2 separate regions of the Zea mays genome follow, and region 1 is linked to region 2. A link is a contact called in public Hi-C data. All regions are on one chromosome and are shown on one strand. The core of a region is the stretch at or near the end of the contact, and the rest is flanking DNA. Distances in the headings are between cores, read along the strand shown.

Evidence for each region. A called contact is a pair of places that touch in the nucleus more often than the background predicts.
Region 1: a contact with region 2 is called in a Hi-C map of tassel, with 1.7 times the contacts expected there. The contact joins the promoter of LOC100384417 here to the promoter of LOC100127541 in region 2. A contact is called at or near these places in 3 of 25 Hi-C or Micro-C datasets (ear, endosperm and tassel).

The regions. Positions count from the first base shown.
Region 1 is chr7:138,167,317-138,172,949 of Zm-B73-REFERENCE-NAM-5.0, reverse strand. LOC100384417 reads left to right here and starts at 2,048. Exons shown (of 8, transcript NM_001362363.1): 1 at 2,048-2,396; 2 at 3,913-4,991; 3 at 5,090-5,381; 4 at 5,517-5,633. The coding sequence starts at 3,949.
Region 2 is chr7:137,990,593-137,997,019 of Zm-B73-REFERENCE-NAM-5.0, reverse strand. It overlaps LOC100127541, which reads right to left and starts at 4,172. Exons shown (of 1, transcript NM_001112795.2): 1 at 3,167-4,172. The coding sequence starts at 3,972. The coding sequence ends at 3,481.

The sequences.
Region 1 (5,633 bases), core at 799-3,298, 180 kb before region 2:
GTGGACTGTGGTTCTATCCTGTCACGCAGCGTAAAACTAGTGTGGCGTGGTGTGGACGGCGCGCTGGATGTGCGGATGCGGGTACACTTGTGTAGGATGGCCAGCAAAGCTGTTTAATGCATGCTAATGGTAGGCAACCACCTCCTGCTTATCTCTATCTGGCATGGACTAGTCCCTTTCCATGGCCTGTCATACCCTACCGGAACCTGGAGCTAGTACGACCAGCGAAAGAGTCGTCGGCGGATCTGTTTGTTGCTCTCTCCGTTTCTTCATGGACAACTGCAGAGTTCAGACACAATGTTTGGAGACAGTTTTTTTTCCCCTACGTTCCCTATATATAGCCTTAACAGTCTGCTATGAGCTGTGTTACAGTTACCATGAAATTTCTCCAAAAACATAGGTGGAACTCCTAACACATTGAGATGTATCCACGGTATTTAAATATAATTGAGTAATTGTCAATTAACAGTAATATGCGCGGCAGCTCCGTCGCGCGGGTTAACAGTCTGCTATGAGCACCGGCAGACTGCTATAACCTTAACAGTCTGCTATGAGCACCGGCAGCTCCGTCGCGCGGGTTATGATAAATAAACTGGGAAGAACGGTAATATGCGCTCGTGATTAAGGCGCCTAATCCGATCCTGTGACGGCGAACCGGCCATGGCGCTGCCACCACCGACAGCCTCTCTACCAGTCGCTGCGGATCCCGAGTGCGCGCGCCACTCTTTTGGGAGCCTGGACATGGGCTTCCGAGTTCCGACGTCTGTTAACGCCTTCTTCTAGAAGAAAGCAAAGAGGCTAGATTCTCTCTCCCCTTTGGATCGGAATGAAGCTTTTTGTTCAAAAGCTGGTTCCTCGTCATGACATGTTTCAGTTTCACTATCTCAATATCTTGTGCTAGTTAACGGACAGAAGCGCGTGGGGGAAGTTTGGTGAGGCAACTGGAACTCCTAAAAAAAAAAAATCCTAACCGTCTATCAAAACCCCTTCGTTTTCTTTCTTGCTTTTCTAAGCACATCAAATTTCTAGGACAGGTGAACATATTTACCACATGATATAAGTCGAATAGGTCTTATTATGAGCTAGGAAAAAAACATACCAGCAGGTTCCCCACGTGAAGATCAATAAGGGTTGTTTGAATTATACTTTTATCGTTTACGTATATAATCCGAAGCTAAAACAAACAAACGACAAATGCAGTAGCTTTTTTACATAAATTGTAACAATGCAAGAGGGTGGCCTCACCTAGTTTTTTTTACAGTTTCTTATTTACTACCAAATATAATGTGCTTGTGGGTTACAACAGGACTCAATAAGCTATCCAATGATATCTTATTTCAGCTTATTTATAGCCCCAAAGTAATATTTTACCCTTCTATCCTTCCACCATAATGCAACTTATATAATCTAGTTATCTAGAAGAGAAACAAACAGACCCTAAGTATCCATCATCGCTAGACTCAAGTTATTCTAAATCGTATGAGTATGCATCATTAAGTTAAAAAAAGTGAGAAAAAACAAACTTCCACTCTCCAAGTAGTCATGAAAAAAGAGAAAAAATATATGATAATTTTTTTAGCTATTTAGTGTTAAGTATATGTTGGCACTCTTTCGTCCAACTTCCATTTATGAGTATGCATAACTTCCATTTTTTTTTAGCTATTTATATATATCTATCCGTGATACTACATTTTTACTGCGTGCATCATCCGACCTGATAAAAATCGTGAGACACGTTGAGGAGGACAAATCATGACTTTTATGCCGTGGTTTGTGCTCCGTCTTGCACCTATCTCGATCCTTTCATGGTCACCGGTTTATTACTAGGAGCGCGATAGATGGTGATCTAGCATTAGCAATGGGAGTGCTTTCCAACTCCAATTGCTGGCAACATGTTGGCGGTAACTTGCATTGACAGGCCACGTCCCAAGGAGCCCGGCGGTTGCTAGGGTCACCGTGCGGTGAGCAGATTCGGCGGCCTCCAAACACACGTTGCTATAAGCAAAGCAGCAGCAACGGCCACCAAGCCGACGCCCAAGCGGTGGCACTCCCCTTGGCCTGCCTGCCTCGCCGTAGCCCGCCGCCCCTCCTCTACAAGACTACAAGAGGCCGACGTATCAGCCAAGTGGCCGGTGACCGCCTCGTCCCCTCTCGCGCCGACCGCCCCACGCGCCGCCGCTCCGCACCGACATTCCCTCGGGAGTCGCGGGTACCACGGCGCCGACTTCCACACCGCGTTAAGCTTAAACCCCGCGCAGGCGCGCCATTGTAGTTACAAAAAGAAGGAACAACAGTAACAGATAGAGCAACCGCCTCCCCGGTCCTCGCTCCTCGTCCCCGCTCCCGCCGGCGTCGCGAGGGACTGAGCCGGCGCGGCGGCAACCGCGAGAACCCCGGTGAGCACCAGCCACTTCTGCTCTGCTTACCGTTTCGCCTTCCTCCTCATCCCATCGACCCCCGGAATCTCGTCCTCGCGCATTGGGGGAGATTGGAATGCCGTCGTGTTCGAATCGAGATTTGGAAGTTGTATTTCCCTTTTTTCGGTTCTGCTGGTCTTGCGCCGCAACGTCTCGTTGCTGAAAGCCTGAAACTGGTGGGATCTTGGTCCGATGAGCTCTGCGTTTCGTGCGTGCGCTTGCATATTGGTTGCAGGTACATCTGATCAGCATTGGCCGACCGACTAAGCCAAATTGTTGGTTTCTGGGCGTGCGAGGTTATTATATTCATTTCCTGTTCTTGTTCTTGCTCCTGTACCGTCTGAGCATCCCCCCCCTGCAATGTCAGTCACTATATCTTATAATTTCCACACGGATTAGGCTGGCACTGTAGACTGAAGTTCTGGTCCATTTGTGGGTGGTAGACTGTGATTCCCATTTCTTTTTTGTTAGCTGTCTGGCAATTATTGTTTTCTCAACTTTCTTGGACTTCTCCGTGCTGAAAAATCGAATTGTTGCAACGGTGTAAATCGAATTGATGGACCTGCCTGTTTTGTCGGGTGGTTGGTAATTTCGAGGAACGGACTAGGACATAGTGATTCTTGTGGAATCAAGTACTGCCGCACATGCTCAGTATCAGCGGCGTCCACACCCACCATGGATCGTAATTACCTTTGCCATAACAGTGGCTTGTCAGATCTCTCTGTAGTTAAGTTATGGCGCAGCTTTATGTCTGGGGCTCTCTCATCGCCCTGGGTTCTGGGACCTCCTTCTCGAATGCAATCCAGGGGCACCGTGGTCCAAGATCAGCTGGAGCCCCATGGCCATGTGCTTCCCAACTACCGTCTGTCCAAGCGAATTACTTGCTTGTCCTGTAGACAATATTATTTGTCCCAGATTCTCTTATTAAGTTGTTATAGAATTTTCAATTTTGCTTGCAAGACAGAAATCTTGCTCAGCTGTCCAATTCATGATTTGAGTTGCTGTCCTGTCGCTTGTTTTATGATGTGAACATATGCTTGTCAGGACCAAAGATTAGAGGACTCACTGTCATGCTCCGTGGTGAATGCTTTATTGTAAGCTGCACTTTTTATTAATTTATTAGGATGCAGGGGATGGATCTGTGTGCAACTATATTTTATAGTGGATGTCTCCATGGTGAACACTTTCTTAGAATGCATGTCAGTATTTAGGAACATCAGAACATGCTTTTAAGTGGATTTCTTACTGGAAGCTGCGTTTTAAATCTTGGGGGTGCAGATGGTTCTACATATCAGCTCTGAACTTCAACTGCATCTTTTATTTTCTTTAATACAAGTTGCTACTCATGTGCCTATGCCTTTTTTTCCTTTTAATTCTTCTTTTTTTCATTTCATAATCATTTGAGTTTGTTAAACCATCATGGAAATTCCCTATTGACTTTCGTAAGCTGATAGGACTTTGCTGGTGTTTCTAATTATGTTGGTGATCTGTCCAGGTACCAAAGTTCTAGTGCATCACAAAGGATACTGAAATGGGTGCCAAAGAGAATGGGGAAGAGAGAGATGATCATTCAAGTGATGTGGAAAGAGATGGTAAACAAGGGAAGGTAACTGAATCAGACTATGAACCAGCTAGAAATTCCCTTTCATCACCGGGTGAGGCTACCAGTAACGAAGACACTAAAGTGAAAAGAGTCTCAAGGGTTCCAAAGAAGCTATCAAGGAAAGAGTCTAAAGAAAACAGCCCACGCTCAGCAAGAAGCATTTCCAAAAGTCAAATCCACACTAAACTGCAGTATATATCGTCAAACAGTAACCAGAACAAATCACCCAAAACAAACAAAGCGGTTAATGGTGCTAAAACTGTTGAAATTAAGAGGCCAGAGACTCCGAAAGCTCCTTCTTGTTCTTCATCTGAGATGTCTGAGGAAACAGATGACAAAGCTATTGAGGATAGACCCACAGATGACAAAGCAATTGAGGGCAGAATCAAGGATGATAGCGCTGTTGAAGGCAGAGCCACCAATGATAAAGCCGTTGATGACAAAGCAAAGAATGATAAAGACATTGAGGACGGAATGAAGGATGATAATGCCATTGAATGTGAAGTCACTGATGATAAGCCTATTGACAGCAAAGTAACTGATGATATTACCATTGAGGGAAGAGAGATTGAAGGTAAAGCCATTGAAGAGGCAAAGGAGATTGATATATTGGATGAAGCTCCAAAATCTGATCAGAGTACTGGCACTGATGATGAAATTGTTGATACTGAAGAAAACATAGCTGATAATGGCAACTCAGTTTCTTATAAAATTAACGAGGAATTATATTCAAAAATTGAGAAGTTGGAGCAGGAGCTACGTGAAGTTGCTGCCCTCGAGGTTTCTCTCTACTCTGTGGTGCCAGAGCACGGTTGTTCATCACATAAGTTGCATACACCAGCTCGCCGTCTATCTAGGGTTTACATTCATGCATCAAAATTTTGGTCCTCAGATAAGAAAGCTTCAGTTGCAAGAAATTCAGTTTCTGGGCTTGTGCTTGTTGCAAAGTCTTGTGGCAATGATGTTTCAAGGTAAATTATGACTACCTTCTACTGCTTGTTGCCCCTTATTGTCATTACCATCAATTCCTTCAGATCAAAATTTAAGTGAGAATCTAATTTTGATGTAGGTTGACATTTTGGCTATCGAACACAGTTGTCCTGAGAGAAATCATCGCACAAACATTTGGTACTTCACAACACTCAAGTCCAGTTAAGGTTTTCAGCTCAAATGGCAATGCAAACAAGCCTGACAGGAGTTTCACTTCATCGCAATGGAAAAGTAACTACAATGGCAAGTATGTGAACCCCAATATCATGCAGCTGCCAGATGATTGGCAGAAAACTAGCACATTGCTGGATGCATTGGAGAAGATTGAATCTTGGATCTTTTCTCGGATTGTTGAGTCTGTGTGGTGGCAGGTAAAAAGTTCACCCTATTACTGTCTCAGCATTTTCCAGAAAGCCGGGTATGGCTTCTGTAAAACAGTGATGGTTAAAACCTATTGCAGATTAATTCATGTTTTCAGTTTTCTTAAGGGTTTTTTTATTTCTCAGGCAATGACACCCCACATGCAAACCCCTGTAGAAGATTTGTCAACTCCAAAGATAGGGAGGTTGTTAGGGCAGTCTTTGGGTGATCAGCAACATGGGAGTTTTTCTATTGATCTCTGG
Region 2 (6,427 bases), core at 2,923-5,422:
ATACCTTCTGAGTTCAGTGTAGAGAGCTTAGTACGTACCTGGAGCCCTCGTTTTGAGCCATTTCTCGTGGACCCAGAGCAGAATGAATGCGGAAAATGCGGTAGACTTGGCCACAACTCACGTACATGCATTTGGACACTTAGTCAGGTGTGATATATTTTTTTATACGCAACTTTGTACATGCGGTAGACTTGTCGATGTTTTTGTTACACTTTGTACACAACTTATATTCTAATATGTTGATATCTTAATTTGCAGGATGGCGCAGTTCCACTTGCTGGACCCTCACTACGACGAGCACCACAGGGGCCGTCTCACCGCAGAGGGAGAGGTAATATTTTGTTTGTTATATTTGCGACCTATATTTGAATTAATATATGCGACATATATTTGACTAATGAAAATTCTTTTGATTGCTAGGTGTTGCCCGTTCTGCGGGTCCGGACCCATGACCGGTTTCTGGAGGAGATGAGGTACGATGAGAGGTACACTCCTCTCCTACAGAGGGCTGGCTTGGACGTCTTATCGTACCAGGTCCGCCGTGGGCTGCCCACTTTCAACCCAGCGGCGTTGACGGCTCTGGTCGACAGGTAAAGACTTCTCTAGTTGTTTAATATTTACAATTATCAAATCTTCAATTCTTCAGTCTGAATCACAATCTATGAGTAACTCATCTTCGGAGTCATCCGTCGCGCAATCCTCAACAACAACCTCATTCCACTTGCTGCATTGTCCTGCATCACACTTGTCACCAGTTCTTTTGTAATAATTGGCTTCTGCTTCATCTGCAGCTTGGGAGAATAGCTCATCCTCAGCCTCAGCCTCATCAGACTTCTTCTTGTAATAAGCTGCCTCTACCTCTGCGGCGGCCTGTGACATAAACTCATCCTCTTCCTCTTGAGCACGTAATCCTGCCTCAGCTAGTGCGATGAGCTCACTCAACCTTGACGTGTCGTCCTCCTCTTCTTCATGTAATCCTGCCTCTGCGAGGGCGATAAGCTCACTCAATATAGATGTGTCGTCGTCCTCCTCCTCCATCGTTGCCATTTTATCCTGAACATATCTCGCATGCGCCTCATCGGCCAAATAGTTTACGCCGCTTCCAATCTCTGCAAATATAATGAGAAAATTAAGTTAGCAAAGTCAGGATAAATAAATTGTACTAACATAATTATAATATCATTTATCTCACTTACTTCCCTTGAGGCGATCAGCAAGATTATCCAACATCTGTTTCTCGGCTTGAGCCGCTTCCCATTCCCTTACATCCTGTGCTCTCTTCTCATCTGCCGCCTTCAACCTCCTATACTCTGCACGCTTCGGGCTATCATAAAAGGCAGATTTTGCTTCCCTACGCATGTCGCGTATGCGATCGTTAATGTACGAATCGACGAGCCGAGATCCACAACGCATCTTCTGTCCCATTATTCTCTTGGACTCTATTGTGCGCATCACCTCTCCTTTGTCGTCGTAACTCTCCCAACTGCATTTCCTCGTCTCCTACAAAAAAAATAGTAAGTACCGCTATAACATTACATCTGGTGCAAAAAAAAATACCAACCTCATCGTAATCGACCATATGTCCACAAAAATATCCAACACCAAGCTCCGAAGGAACTAATCCATACTTAGCTTCAATACCACATTTGCAGAGTACTGGATCAAATTTGACCTCTTCTGCCGCCCACCCCATGTATCTCTTTTCCTTTACCTCTGGCTCTGGCCAATGGGACAAAGGACCATACAACCACTCTTTGAAACGACACTTACGCCACCCGTATGGCTGCAGGAGAAAAAATTAGTAATTTATTGTAAATAAAAACTAGTTTATACATTTAGCGTATCAATGGGCTCACATAATCTATGTTCGGACAACAGAACTGCTTGTCATAGTCTTCGTCGATGACAGCACGGTCTCCACAATCGCATCGAGGCGGTGAGTCCATCCGTCTTTCTGTTGCTACCTCCTTCTCCGCATCCGTCATTGGTGGAGGATTCGGGGGAGGAGGTACCCAACGCTTAAAACGCTCATGACTGGTCTTTCCACTCAACCAATTAACGAAAAGAAGATATCGAGGGTCAAATTTATCAGGACCATCGATCCACTGGAAAAAGAAACACTTCTGATGTCCCTAAAATAATGGAAAGATGCACTATTACATATCTACAAAATAATGAATGCGAACAAAATTAAGTGACAAGTCATAAGCTACGTACGTCCAAAGTGCCACAAAGGTAGTAGCAGCGAGCAGCCGTGTCTGGATGTTGTGATTGATGTACCCAAGCCAGTCTGCCACAGTCACAGTTAGGCACGGGGAGTTCAGGAGGAACAGGAGCATCCTTACTAGATACGTCCAGATATAACTCCCGAGGACGACCTCTCTTCTGCCACAACGCCTCTCGGTATATGTCTTTCATCTAATAAACGATTATAATTATCACTTGTACCTATTATGCTTTATAATAAGTTTACAAAAACTAATAATCGAAATAATAATATAATAGGTGTATACAAATTATTAAACTAACAACCTAATATACAAAACGAATCAGTTGGAAATCATACCTTGGTCTACGAAGTGAACCAACTCAAATCTTTGAATCCAGGAAATTTTGACGAAGTTTGGAAATGGGATGAAATGAGCTGCTCTCGGCCAGCCGCGCGGGCGTTTTTATAGGAATTCGTAGCTCGGCGCCAAGATCTGTGGCGCCGAGCTACGAGGGCGCGCCGCCGCCACGTCAGAGCCAGGTCAGCCCTGGACGCAGCTAGCCGTTGCGGCCACGTCATAGCTCGGCGCCATAGGCTGTGGCGCCGAGCTAAGGGTCCAAAACTGCATTTAAAATTTTTTTAGTCTAAACGAGATTTTACTTCTGTTGAAAGGCTAAAATACAAAAAAAATTCGGCGACGCCGTGGCACGCTGGCCAGCCGGCCCGGGAGATGACTATTGTGCCGACCGCGGCGCGATAATGCGACGGTTCCATTATGGAGATTGGCATGTGGGCCAGACGGGAAAAAAAAAGAGGACTTGATTGCTTCAGTGCTTCTCATTCTCCGCGAGCAAAAAGTTTAAGCGGAGGAAATACGGGGGGTCGGCAGATATGATTAGGAGCCTGAACGATCGAGCAAATTGGAGGGACCAGCGATGTAGTATAATAGTCTTGCACAAAAGCTGCGTGTGACAGATAGATACATACACCCAACCCAACCCCATGTGTTCATCGTTTTGGGCCCTCAACCACCGCCGCTGCACCACCACCATTATCATTACACTATTCTTCGTCCACCTCCTCTCCTCCCACCTCCGTAGGAAAATTATATATATATATATATATAAAAGGAGATTAAAAATCAAACACGTCCAAGAACAGCATAGTAGTAACACCGAAGACCTCTCTGATTTCGCATGCCTTTCCCCCCTTCCGCCCTTGGAATCTTCGTTTTCCCTCTCTGCAATTCCTTCCTCCGCCCGCCGGTCGAATCAGAACCTAACGATCTTGGCCGCGCGCACCACCGGGTTCTCCCGGGCGATGGCGTCCCGGGCGGCGCCCCTGTAGTCGTAGCGGCAGCCGTGGCGGTCCGAGTACCGGTGCGCGCCGCAGAACAGGTCGCCGCAGCGGCACCGGAACCCCGTCAGCCCCACGCGCTTCCGGCAGCTGGAGCACCGGTTGGCAGAAGTCCTGGCCGAGGCCTCCACAGGCTGGCCCGCGGCCGCGGCCGGAGGCGCCAGCTGCAGCGCCGCGTCCAGGAGCGCCGGCCTCGGCTGCGGCACCGCGGCGGCCGGCGCGGAAGCTGAGGGAGAGGAGGTAGGGGACGGCTGCGAAGACGACGACGACGACCTCGACGCCGAGAAGCAGCTCTGGCACAGGTTCTGCGTGGCCGGGTTGCCCGGGAAGCCGCAGTTGTTGGCGCAGAGCGCGATCTCCGGCGCCCGCAGCTCCGTGGGCTCCTCCTTCTTGTCGCGCTGCGCCATGCTCGTGTCGTGCGCCTGGCCAAAGGAACCCCGAACGACCGTGCGGTCTCTCTCTCTCTCTCTGTGTATGCGCGCGCGCGGTGGGGCGGTCCGGGCCGGAGCTTGCTTTTCGGAGGGAGGGTGGGAGAGGAGAGGCAGGGAGATTGTGGACTGGAAGGCGGGCACAGGCTGTCTGTGATCCGCGGGGAGGGTGGGCGAGCGAGGAATGGACGAGAGGCGCCCGTGGTTTTATCGGGGAAAAGTGGGAAGACGGACGGGGACGCGTCCCCTTCCGCGGACGCGCAGCGGCAAAGGCAGCAGCAGTGACCCGCCCGCCCGGCGTGTTATTTCCGGCCTCGGCCTCGTTGTCGTTGGCGCGCGCCCGGGTGATGACGCTGCCCCTCTGCCTCGCGCTCCTGCCTCCCGGTTTCGGCTGGCCACCTGTCGCGACCTAGGCCGCGGGGCTCGCACCCTGGCGCAGACGGCAAAGGAATGTGAATAACATGGCACGCTGTGCATAGAGATGGCAACGGAGCGGGTTTCCATAATCATTCCCTCGACGAAAAAAACAAGAGAAAATTCCTGGTATGCCATCAGATTTTACACTCATCCCTTGTGTGCCACTGAGTGGCATATAGGTATATTTTTTGGTGTCTATGACATGTGGGGCCAGTGGCATACAAGGAATGAGTATATTTTCCAGTGGTATACAGGGAATTGGCCCAAAAAACAATTCCTGTGGAGATCCCAACAAACGATTGTGGGGATATTTTTTCCTATCCTCATTTCCCGCGACGATAAATCACAGTTGGAGATTCACGTCCCCGCGTAAATTATAATTAGATAGTACTACATTTATTAGTTATAAATATAAAACATTATCACTTATACACATTATTAGATGTAAAAATCATTATGTGTACATTAAAACGATAATATTTGTATAATGGGTAATCTCTTGACAAGATAATTATTAATTTTTATTGTCAACATCGTCACATGTAAGTTTAACGAGTTTCTAAAAAAACGGGGATGAGAAATCTTCGTCCACGTTTACCTATCAGAGAATTTTTTTTTCACCGTTTACATCCAAGTTGCGAAGAAACTTACTCGTCCCATCCGCTAAGGTTCTGTTCAGTTTTACTTCCAACTCTCATCCATGTGGATTGGATGAGATTTGGTAGTAGGGACCTGATCGATTTCCTGCTGGGATTTTCTTTAGCGGTTATTTCTACGCAACATGGGTAGGACTAGAAAAAAAGTTAGTAGAGATATCGCACGCGCACGGCTGGATGCCGAGGGGTAGGAAGGATGGACCCTCTGGGTGCGCTAGGTTTTCTATACAGGACGCGGTCGCACGGACTGGTCGTGTGCTGGTTGTTCCGTCCCAGCCGTGCGCGGGCGGGCGGGCGGGTTGGGTTTGGTCTGGTACCGGGGCAAGTAAGTAGCCGCCCGGGCTGACCGAGGCCGGCGCGGACGCGCTGCCGAGGGATACGATACGGCATAAAACCAAGCATCGGTCGGCGAGCGCGCGCGCACCGCCGACTCCCCTCGGGATCGGCGTACGATGGACGGCCGCAGGTGCTTGGAACTTGGAAACCGTCGTCGTCGTCCGCGTCTCCCATCTACCGCACGAACGTTCAGCTTGATCCTCCCCGTCGGTCAATGAGTGGAACTAAGCCGAGCTCACCGCGAATGGCGTCGCTTTCGGACGCTGAGCTGTCTGGATTATCATGCCCATTACTTTATTTTTTTATATTCCAGCCCCCGCATGTCCATGTCCATGTCCATGTCACCGTCTACATACTACTGTACCCCTCAGTCTAGCACTAGCTGGAAGATGGTAGATGAGACGGAGAATACTTAAACCGAATGGGCGACCTCTTCTCTGGCCAGATTTGCATGTCGACATGGGGAACGCGTGGCCGTGCCCAGGCCCGCACCATGTTCTTTTTTTTTTTTTGGCCGCCGCGCCCGCGCATGAGGCCAGCACGGAGGACGGACGCCTCACAGCGTCTGTCTGTACCCAAATTTTCCTCGACCGGGAAATTACGGTTCAGCGCGGACAAGGCGGGGTCACGTTCCACCGTATCGACGCTAACAAGGTGGCGGGGCGCCCGGGGACGAACAGGCGCGTACGAACGCGATCCTTCCATCGATCGGGATAAGCAAGCAGATGCTCTCTCTCTCTCGCCGGCCGGCGAAAGGACGCCACGACAAACGACTTTGCTTTCCCCCCAGCTCGCGTCGCTGCCTGCAGCGGCACCCGAAACTGGCAACTCCCCCAACCATGCGGTGCCCCAATTATTACGCGAGCGAGGCGTGGCTGCAATCGACTAATCGATCGGAGCACGCGCTGGGACACCCCAGCTAACCACGGAGATTAGCTAACCACGGAGATTGGAGGACGGCTGGTCGTGATCACCATCGCACGGTGAACGGCGCGCGCTGCCGACATCGGATCCGTCGGGCGGCG